2 separate regions of the Mus musculus genome follow, and region 2 is linked to region 1. The links are chromatin contacts, called in public promoter capture Hi-C maps. All regions are on one chromosome and are shown on one strand. Each heading gives the region's core, a stretch centred on a gene start, on an enhancer-like site or on the middle of the called end of the contact. The rest is flanking DNA. Distances are from core to core; before and after follow the strand shown. Region 1 holds the start of Mep1a (meprin 1 alpha). Region 2 holds the start of Slc25a27 (solute carrier family 25, member 27).

Region 1 (5,052 bases), core at 2,360-4,859:
CATGCTAGGCTCCTGTCTGCAATCATAACAGAGTATGGTCAATAGTGTCAGGGATTGGTGCTTGCCCGTGGGATGGGTCTCTAGTTGGGCCAGTTATCGCTTGGTCATTCCTTCAGTCTCTGTTCTATCCTCTGTCCCTGCATTTCTTATACGCAGGACAAATTTGGGGTTGAAAGTTTTGTGGGTGGATTGGTGTCCTTTTTGCTCCACTGGGCTTCCTGCCTGACTATAGGTGGTTGCCTCATCAGGTTCCATATCCTCACTGCTGTGAGTCTCAGCTAAAGTCACCCCCATTGATTCCTGGGAGCCTCCCCTGTCCCAGGTCTCTGGCACATGTACTAGAGATACCCTCTACCCTACCAGTTGCAGATACCCATCTGACCATCTTCCCACCTGATCCTTGTAAGACTCTGACAAGCCTTAGTTTACTGGGGATGCCCCTAGTGAACAATGTGCAGCTGGCGATCGATGCAAAAGAGAGAGGAATTTATCATTCCAGCATGCTGGGGTCATCTTGCACATGAAGGAGAGGCAGCAACTCTGGGTGGCCCGTTGGTTGAGTTTTTATACACTTTCCAGGGGCAGAATAGAGCATCAGCAACTAGGCACAATATAAATTGGCAGATTAGTGCACCCTATAAACTGATTGGTCTTTAGGGAATAAGGGCTTAATTAGCCTCTTTCTTCCAGCCTATGTGCTCTCTGACCTGTCTCTTCCAGGATAGGAGGGATACCTGGTGGAATTTCCAAAGGCTCTGAGCTGATCTCTTTATCCTGACCCCCCACCCCGCATTCCCCTGCCCATCCCCTCTCCCACCCAGTTCACCCCCCCTCCATCTACCTCCTACAACTATTTTATTCCCCCTTCTAAGGAAGATTCAAGCATCCTCCCTTGGGTCTTCCTTCTTGTCTAACTTCTTTGGGTCTGTGGACTGTAACATGGTAACTATATTTAGTCTACTATCCACTTGTAAGTGAGTATATACTATGTATGCGCTTGGGGGCTGAGTTATCTCACTTAGGATGATATTCTCAAGTTCCATCCATTGCCTGCAAGATTCATATTGTATTTATTTTTAGAAGCTGAACAGTATTCCACTGTGTCATTGTACCACATTTTCTTTATGCATTTTTTTTAATGAGAGAGAGAAAGAAAGAGGTGTAGTAATGTGGGAAGGATCTGGATGCATAGTTGGGGCGGGGAGAATGATCAATATATATTGTATTTTAAAAGTCTGTTTTCAGTAGAAAAAAACAAAACAAAACAAAACACAGGCCAATAAACAAAACCCACTGCTCTTCCAGCAGACTCCAATTGGAATCCCAGTACCCATATCATGTGACTCACTGAGGCCTGTGATACCAGCTCCAGGGGATGTGACACTTTCTTCTGGAATCAGAGGATCCCTGCACACACACACACACACACACACACACACACACACACACACACACACATGCACACTCATACAGAGATGTAAACTTATTTTAAGTTGGAGAATTTTGCTCTGCATATGTTTGAGCTCCTGTTACAGGGCAGATCCCGATAGGAATAGCTATCAGAACTACTTATCGCACTCACGCTTGAAAGCAGAAGGTGAGGCATGGCAGGAGCAGGTGGAGGGAGAGGTCTTACAGGTTTCCCAGAATAGCCCTGTGGAACCTGGCTCTGGCTTTGATGTAATAGGAGAGCGCTGGCCCATTGGGGGGGGGTGGCTCATCATTTCCCACCTGTCCATTTTCTTCCTCCACCCCTCACCCTCACCCCCTCACGGGCATCGCTTTGAGTAAGTCTGTCCAACCCCATTCTAGAAACCTGTAATTTGATCTCTTTTTGTGTCACAAAATAAGTCATTGTTTACAGTATGCCAGTTGCTAGGGCACACAGAATAAAGCAAGAACTTTGCCCTCAGAGTTTACATTTTACCTCAAAACCATAAATCTCTTCTAAGCAAGGGCTTGTGACTGCCTACAGCATTCTCTAAACACAGAAGAGTGGTAGGGAATGCCTGGCGTGGCACATAACTGGTAACTAATTAACAGCTGCCATCAATCTCATAAAAGACAGTGTCAGAATTCTGCACCTTTCCTGAATCCTTCTTTTTATTCAGTTATATGCAGTGTAAATACTTTTCCACCTGTGGCTTTTCCTCTAATTATGTTAGATATTTGCCCCCCCCCCCCAGAATCAACTTTTTAAGAAGAGTATCTACTATCAGGATTGAAAATAACCATTAACCCTTTCCTTGAAGTTTCCTGTCCCGACGTCACATTGACAAGAGTGGGCTGGGCGTGATGGTAAGAGTTTATTATCTTGGTACTCCTTGGAGTCTAATGCAGGAGGATGGGGAGTTCAAGGGCATTCTTGGCTACATCCCTGGCAAGCCAAACTGGGCTACCAGAGGAGAGGGGAGGGGCAGGTAAAACTTTGGTCTATCTAAATTAACTCTTCATTGTAATTTCAAAGCTTTCCCTTATTTAAGCAATTTTAGCCAATCTCAAGCTCTGAGATTTGCTAATCTCTACCTTTATCTTGAGCAGTGCTTCTCAGCCTGTGGGTCAAGGTCCCTTTGGGTAGCCTGAATGACCTCTTCATAGGTGTTGCACATCAGATATCATGTATATCAGATATTTACATTATGATCTATAACAGTAGCAAGACTGCAGTTAAGAAGGAGCAACAAAGGAGTTTTATGGTTGGGAGTCACCACGAGACAAGCAACTCTATTAAAGGATCCTCAGCATTGGGGAGTTTGGGAGCTATTGTTTAGGGTTTCGATTTTCTGAACACAATTTTTAATGTTATTAAAGAGAGCAAAGTTTCCTTATAGCACTTTTGATTCTTCCTGTGTAACAAAGCCCCACATACACATGAGTTTCTTTTGACATTCTATTCCATTCCAAACCCCGATATCTTCGATAATTATATTTGCTAATTATCATAACCCTAACCCTTTCCCTGCTTTGTTTTATTTTGTATTGTTTTTTCTTAAGAAGGTTCTTGGTATTTCTGTTATAGTGATTCTTGGTTTTTGTTTTTTTAAAAAACTTTCTTTTAGACAGTTTCTTATTTATTCTTGCAAATTTATGCCTTTGTGTGTAAATTTTGAAAATAGTCTGTAATACTCCACTGGAAAACATTGGTAGGATCTTTACTGAAATGGCACTGAACAAACATATAGACTAATATTGTAGTGGTCATGGACATTTTATTTTTGTGTGTGGGAGTATATGGAGAGAGAAATAGAGGAAGAAGACAGGCAGAGAGAAAGAAGATATGCAGAGAGAAAAGGTGTGAGCCATGCATTGGTGACCCGCCGTGATTGTGATTGTAACAACTCATAAAATTTGAGTTCATCTTTGATTGGCAGTGTGTAATATTATCATGCCTTAATTACTATTCATATTTCTGTCCTGAGGGCACTGTGTATAGCTTGTTATCATATGTCTGTTCCACTGCGAATTTTTAAAACTTTCTCCCAGTCTCTTTTAGAGCAGGCTCCTTTGTACATGCCCACAAAAGTGTCATTCATTCTTGTAGACTACGCGTACTAAGAGGCACAGTATCCACAGCACGGTCAAAGTTTGCACCGCGACAGTGAGAGCAAGGTCCAATAGGTTTTTATGGCAAGGAGGCTTGGCAGATCCAGTTCATTTGCAATAATGCTTTGGATACAACCTGCGTGTCTTCTCTCACTGATTTTTTCTGCCCACATAGCAGCTGTATCGGTAAGTAGATACTACCTACTTCCATAGATATTTAAGAGCATCCGTTGTAGCCTGTTACCCATTTTGTGTACACTTGTTTCCTTCCAGATTAAGCATCTTTTGAATGGATCTGGTAAGAGGCATTTCCCATGCAGTTTTTTTCTGAGTTGTCTTCAACAAGGCTTAAGTTTTCTTCAACAACAGTTTTTTTTTTTCATTATTTTTCTTTTGGCAGATCACGATACAGATGTTGGTGAACAGAAGGATATTTTCGAAATCAATTTAGGTGAGCTCATTGTCTGAAATATTGAGGCCTGGAAATCGTGTGTTTATTATTTAAATCATCCGATTGATTGACCAATGAGGCAACGTCTCTCTGTGTAGTCCTGGGTGGCTTGGAAATTGTTAAAGCAAAGCCAGGGTGGACTTAAGCTGGCATTCACCCTTCTGCTTCTACCTCAAGACTTCCAGGATCATGGATAGGCAGCTCCATGCCTAATTTGAAAGGATTTAAAGAACTATGACAGGATTGCCTTTTGGAGAGACAAGTTTATTGGTGCTTACTGGCATTAGAGGTTTCTAGGAAACGATGGTGCCTGAGAGAAAGAGGCTTACTTTATACTGTGAGTGCTCATGTCAGTATAGGTGCAAGTATGTTTGAGGAGACCGGCGGTCCGTTTCAGTTATGTTCCTAAGGATCTATCCACCTTGTTTTTCAGACAGGCTCTCTCTTGGTCTGTGTCTTGACACAGACTAGTCAGTGTGACCTGGGGATCTACATGCTTCTGCCTCTTTGTCTTTGGGATCCAATTACCCCTGGGTTTTCCCTTGACTTCCAAGGTCCAACAGTTTTACCAGCTGAACCACCACCCCAGGCCCAAAGTTAACTTTTTCTAAGGAAGCTAATGAGCCCTGACTGGATCTAAGCTCACGTAACAAGTTTTCTGTTTATGAAAAACTCATAGTTTCTAGTTTGAAATGGAAGAATGGGTAATTATTATACTAGCTAAATAAACTATAAAGAATAAGACGGTAGTTCTATTTTGTAGGAGAAAGATCCCAAGCCTGGACAGGTCAATCATATGTACTGGTGGCTAGGTAGTTGATGAGGTATAAAAGAGTAAATAAATGTATTTCTATTTGGATAGCTCGTTCAGAAATGTATTTATTGAGGAACCCATGTTATCATCCAATACCAAGAGGAAAGACATCAAGGTGTTTCCTGTCTTGTCCCTGTGTTCTGCTTCTGCGGTTTCAGAGAAGCCTTTGCATAGTGACATCTTTGAATGGGACTGATGTCAGTGGAGGGACACTTGGTCACAATCACCTTAGGGTTTGCAAAGA
Region 2 (4,979 bases), core at 1,584-4,083, 160 kb before region 1:
CTCACACATATTTGATCTGAGATAGCCTTTTCAAACATTCCTTACAAATTACTAAACTTCTATGCCCATGGAAGGCTGTGGGAAACAAAGAAATACTTTTAGGAAAGATCCTTCTTCATCTTTCATGCACTAGACTAGTAAACATTTCACATAATTATGGTATCCAGTATGGTACAGAATTTAATATAAGCACATTTTACGTCTAAATAAAGATTAAAAGTATATATTACATCTTTTTCAAAGCAGTAAAATAATAACACAATGCAATCATTAAAAAAATAAATTGTGTATTTCCCCACAAGCAAGTCTATCTTTGGAGTTTATCCTGAGGAAACAGTCAAATTGTTGGGGTCCAGGAGTCACCCCACAAACCCCATGAATACTGATCTCAGTTAAACAGAAATGGTTTCTTGATCACACACCATGACTGATCAACCAGAGCAACAAAGCTCAGGCTCGAGAGCTGAATGCTTCACTCTGGACATTTCTCAGGGCCTAAAGGCTAAAACCAGAAAAACACAAGGAGCTCATGCTCAGGTCCTGGAAAGCTGCCCAGAGTTCGGCCCTGACTCCAGCCATTTTAAACATCACAGTTCATATTGACCTTTAATTTCATAGGTCCTAAGTGAAGCTTATAGTGGTGGAATTTGTTAGGCTTAACAAATCTCATGCAGTACTTAACAGGGTATGTTTTCATCATGACCCTATTCTTAGTCGAGTTATTTTTGTGCATCAGTGACTGACAGGCATATTACAGCACCCATATAAAGTAGCTGGCAGGCGTGGAACAAGATGGCTACAGCTATGCACGCCTCAACACAGATAAGTTTTAAATGTTCAACTGCATGCACATAAGAATATCCATTGAGGGAATGGTTGAAACAACGAAAAGCAGTTAGCAGCAACCCATATCACCCAACTACTGGAATTTAAATAAAATATCTTATCCTTATTTGATGAAATACAGCCATCAAAGACTAGAATATGGCTCAGTGGACAAAGTGCTTGCTGTGCCAACATGAGGATCAGAGTTCAAATCCCCAGACCCCAGGCAAAACCCAGACATAAAAGCTCGCATCCCTAATTCTCCAGAAGCCAGGGAGACAGAGACAGGCAGTTCCCAGAGGCTTGTTAAACAGCCAGTCTTAGCTGACTGGATGAGCTCCAGATGCAGTTTGAGGACCTGTCCCAACAAAATGTAGTGGAAAAACAAACTAGGAAGACACCCTGGTGCAAACCTTTGAACTCCATGTAGTCCTTCATGCATGGATTAGAACACCAACACATGAGTGTACACACACAGAAGTGGGGGAGGGCTAGAAGAAATACTAAATGATAAGAAAATATTATTCATATATTGTGTTTACATGGAATATGGGCATGTGTGTATCACAGCGCCCATGTGGGGGTCTGAGAACAATCTGAGAGAGCTGATTCTCTCCTTCCACCATGTGGGTTCTAAGGTTCAGTCTCAAGATGCCAGGCTTGGCAGCAGACACCTTTACCCACCGAGCCCTCTTGCTGGCCCTCCACCTCAGTTTTTGAGACAAAGCCTCTCTCACTGAACCTGGAGGGGTTGAGGTATGGACTCAGGTTTTTGTGGTTGCTGCAGAAAGCACTTCATCCACCATGCTGGCTTCCCAACCAAAACCACAGTAAGATCTTGGCCGCCAAAATATGAATAGAAATTAAAAGGCCAGCCAGTAAAAGTGCCTTCTCTAAACTGTTCAACATTCAGTAGCTGCTTTATGGGAAAAAAAAAAAAAAAAAAAACCCTTACAGTGGAATCCATTACTTATTTCCTCAGGGCAGGGAATAAGGGAGGGAGGAACTCACCAATAAAATAGTATCTGGTGGTAGGGATGGGGAGAGAAAGAAAGAATATTGGGGAGCTTTTAATCTGTAAAGATCAATTTAGCAAATCAAGTTTTATAAAATCGTAGAGTTACCTCTACTTGTGATACAAATTTATTACTCGTTTTCACAAACTGAAATCATGGAAACTCTTCTGTCGCCGCCCCCAAACTACAAGCTTACATCTGCAATGTTAATAAACACCCACTTAGAATTAACTGCAGGGAATTACTAACAGTCAAAAGACCTGACTATTTCCAACAAGGTATGTAGAGAAACAGAGTAGACGAATTGCCGGAAGTATGTGTATGCCCAATGTTCCAACACTGAGTTTAATAAAAGAAAAATTAGAAAAGGAAATACTACCTCCCTCCAAACTCCCTGTCACTGCTACATACCTTGATTCTTGCTTTTTCTATAAATTCAAGAGGGGCTTTCCCAAACTCAAGTCCAGCTCCAATCCAGGGAATCCAGCCTTGGATGCACGGGGGTCCAAGCAAATTCTTCAACCGAGAGAATAAGAAAAGAACACAGCTTCCCAGAACGGCGATTGCTATTGGTGAGAATAACTCCATAATGCCCATCTTCCAGAATCAACAGACGTTTGAAAACGTCCTTCTCCAGGGGAATCTCCTAGTCCCCCGCCGACTGAGGAAAATGCGCCCAGTTTTGCAAACTCTGAGCCGAGAAACTTTTTAAACAAATTCTCTTGCGTAACTGTGGTTCCTTTGCCCCGCCCCAGTTTTTGTGTGATTTTTGCATTGTGGCTATCTTCCACCTTCCCACGGCTTTCAAATTATGAGAAAAAAAAAAAAAAAAAAAAAAAAAAAAAAAGCTTTGATTTGAACTGGGCTGGGCTGGGCTGGGACGGAGGAGGCGGGAACACATCCTGAGGCGGCGGAGCTCGAGTAAACTAGCTGTTTGCAGCGGGCGCCTAGCTACCAGCCAATCAGAGAAGTCGCTGAGCCCCCAAGAACTACATTTCCCAGAAGCCTCTTGGGTGCGGCTTTGTTTTTCAGCACCTGAGGCCGCCGGACCGGTCCAGCTACCAGGCGGGCGGCGCCTTTGCAGAGCGTAATAAAGGCACATGGTCCTGACCTGACCTCTCTCGGGCTGAAAAGGGGCGGCGCCGGCAGGGTGGCAGGTTCCCAGGCGACCAGCGGTGCCCAGTGGTCCTGACTTGCTGCTGAATGCCTATCGCCGAGGAGGAGAAGCTGCTGCCGCTCACGCAGAGATGGCCCCGGACGAGCAAGTTCCTACTGTCCGGCTGCGCCGCAACCGTGGCCGAGCTAGGTACCGGCCGCCCCCGCCTCGGCCTCCCCAGCGAGTGGCTGCGGCATCGTGCTGGGGGAGGGATGGGCGGGCAGCCTCACTCCTGGCTGGAGTGCATCTTCAGAGGTTGGACCCTCGCAAGGATGTGGTCAGGTGCCCAGTAGGCCAGCTTCGGGAGGAGCGTGGATTGGAGGTGTCCAGGGTCCTTGTCTTCCCATCCCCAGGGATGTTGTCTTATGCCTGAGTGAGTACTCTTGGGCTCTTCATGAGCCCTATACCTCTCTAGGAAACATTTCCCCTTTCGTAAGGATGACCTTTATAGAACCATAATCCATTTGTTCACAGTTTTTTGGTTTGGTTTTGGTTTGTTTTTTTCTTTTTCATCCTCCCTGGGATCGTTTTTTGTGGTTTATAGTCTTATGCTGCCTCGGGAGTCTTTAAGATTTGAGTTGGGGGAAGGGGGACAGTGAGTCCTACCTTGAGGGACTCCAATTGTTAACCATCCCTCTGGAACATTTGCTTAATGCCAGTCAGCCACATCACTTCTCTGAGCCTATACCCGTTAAGGGGAATTCTGAGAAGTAATTTTTATATGTGGTAAATGCAAGGTAGGGGCAGCATTATTCCAGTTGATGCAGTAGTGGGTCCTGGATATACAATTGCAAAAAACCCCAGTGTGGCCTTCTTCCAGGCTCAGTGGGGTGGCGGGTGGGGGGTGGCACATGCAGAGAAAGACATTTATTTACAGCTGCTGCCTGTTGCAGAGAAGCTATTTCTGTGTGTTCCAAGAACATTATAGGAACAAAACAAAACAAGACAGATCCATCTGCCTAAGTGAGTTCAAAGAAACAAACAACAACAACAAATAAATAAATAAGTAAATAAACAGACCACCTAAAGTGGATTACGGCACTATGGCATGAGCAAAGGGTGGGGGTGTTGTTGTGGTTGTTGTTGTTTTTCAGGAAGGGGGCAGGGAGGTTTTGAGTACAACCTGTGGTCTCTGTGAAGCTATTTGAGATTACCCTTACATTTTTTTGTCCATTAAAAAAAGAAAGAAAGAAAAAGGAAAATGTCTCTGGTGCATTAGTTATTTGAAAATGTTATCCAACCGTCTCTAGCGGAGCTTTATTTATTTTTATGCCTAGCATAGCCAGCACACTACCTATTGCTTTGCCCTTTAGACTCTTCCTTTCTTGCCTTTGGCCCATCTATTTGTCTTCTTTCTAATCAAAGCTAACACAATTTTATTTTCCTTAATCATTGATTTTCCTAAATAAAATTCACCAGCTTCTAAAGACATCTAAAACGAGTCAGCCGAGTGATGAGCTGCATTAGTGGTTTGATGGCTCCCTGAAAGCTCAGTGGCTTGTCCAGAAACGGTCCTGTGAAATGTGTTGGGGAGAAACGGGTGAAGAATAGGGACAGAAGGCCAAGGGATCAAAGTTAGTTGGTAAAGGGGAGTTCACACTGATTCAGCACGAATGCCCCAGCCACAAGGTAACCAAAGGAAAAGGAAGGAAGAAAACATGTGTTCTGAGAAGCAGCATTTGTACTTAGAGCTCTTGCCTCTTCATACTTTGCTCAGTTTCATGTGTTGATAAGACACTTTTTAAGGTGTGTGTGTGTGTGTGTGTGTGTGTGTGTGTGTATACCACTGGAAACTTTTTAAGACTCCATATATATGCAAGATAAGAAAACATCTTAGGGACATTATTGGTTAGCAACTTTTCCAGAACCTAATGGAAAGATGTAACACATCCCCCTCCCCGCCCCCTCTCCTGTCTTTGGAAAGGTATTCATGGATCGTGGATCAGGCAGCGGTCACTGAAAATCTTTGTGTACTCTAAGCG

What was found. Capture Hi-C pulls out chosen DNA fragments and counts their contacts.
Region 2: a promoter capture Hi-C map of adipose tissue shows a contact between it and region 1. The contact joins the promoter of Slc25a27 here to the promoter of Mep1a in region 1. A contact is called at or near these places in 5 of 39 promoter capture datasets (the C10 cell line, cranial neural crest, macrophages and 2 more), 2 of 484 Hi-C or Micro-C datasets (the HL-1 cell line and nephron progenitors), 1 of 115 datasets of contacts at active chromatin or transcription factors (pancreatic cancer cells) and 3 of 9 other capture datasets (adipose tissue, liver and pancreatic islet).

Annotation. Positions count from the first base shown.
Region 1 is chr17:43,501,330-43,506,381 of GRCm38.p6, reverse strand. It overlaps Mep1a (meprin 1 alpha), which reads left to right and starts at 3,609. Exons shown (of 14, transcript NM_008585.3): 1 at 3,609-3,729; 2 at 3,817-3,841; 3 at 3,944-3,994. The coding sequence starts at 3,625.
Region 2 is chr17:43,665,068-43,670,046 of GRCm38.p6, reverse strand. Slc25a27 (solute carrier family 25, member 27) reads left to right here and starts at 2,833. Exons shown (of 9, transcript NM_001357122.1): 1 at 2,833-3,147. The coding sequence starts at 3,045. It overlaps Cyp39a1 (cytochrome P450, family 39, subfamily a, polypeptide 1), which reads right to left and starts at 2,675. Exons shown (of 12, transcript NM_018887.4): 1 at 2,253-2,675. The coding sequence starts at 2,438.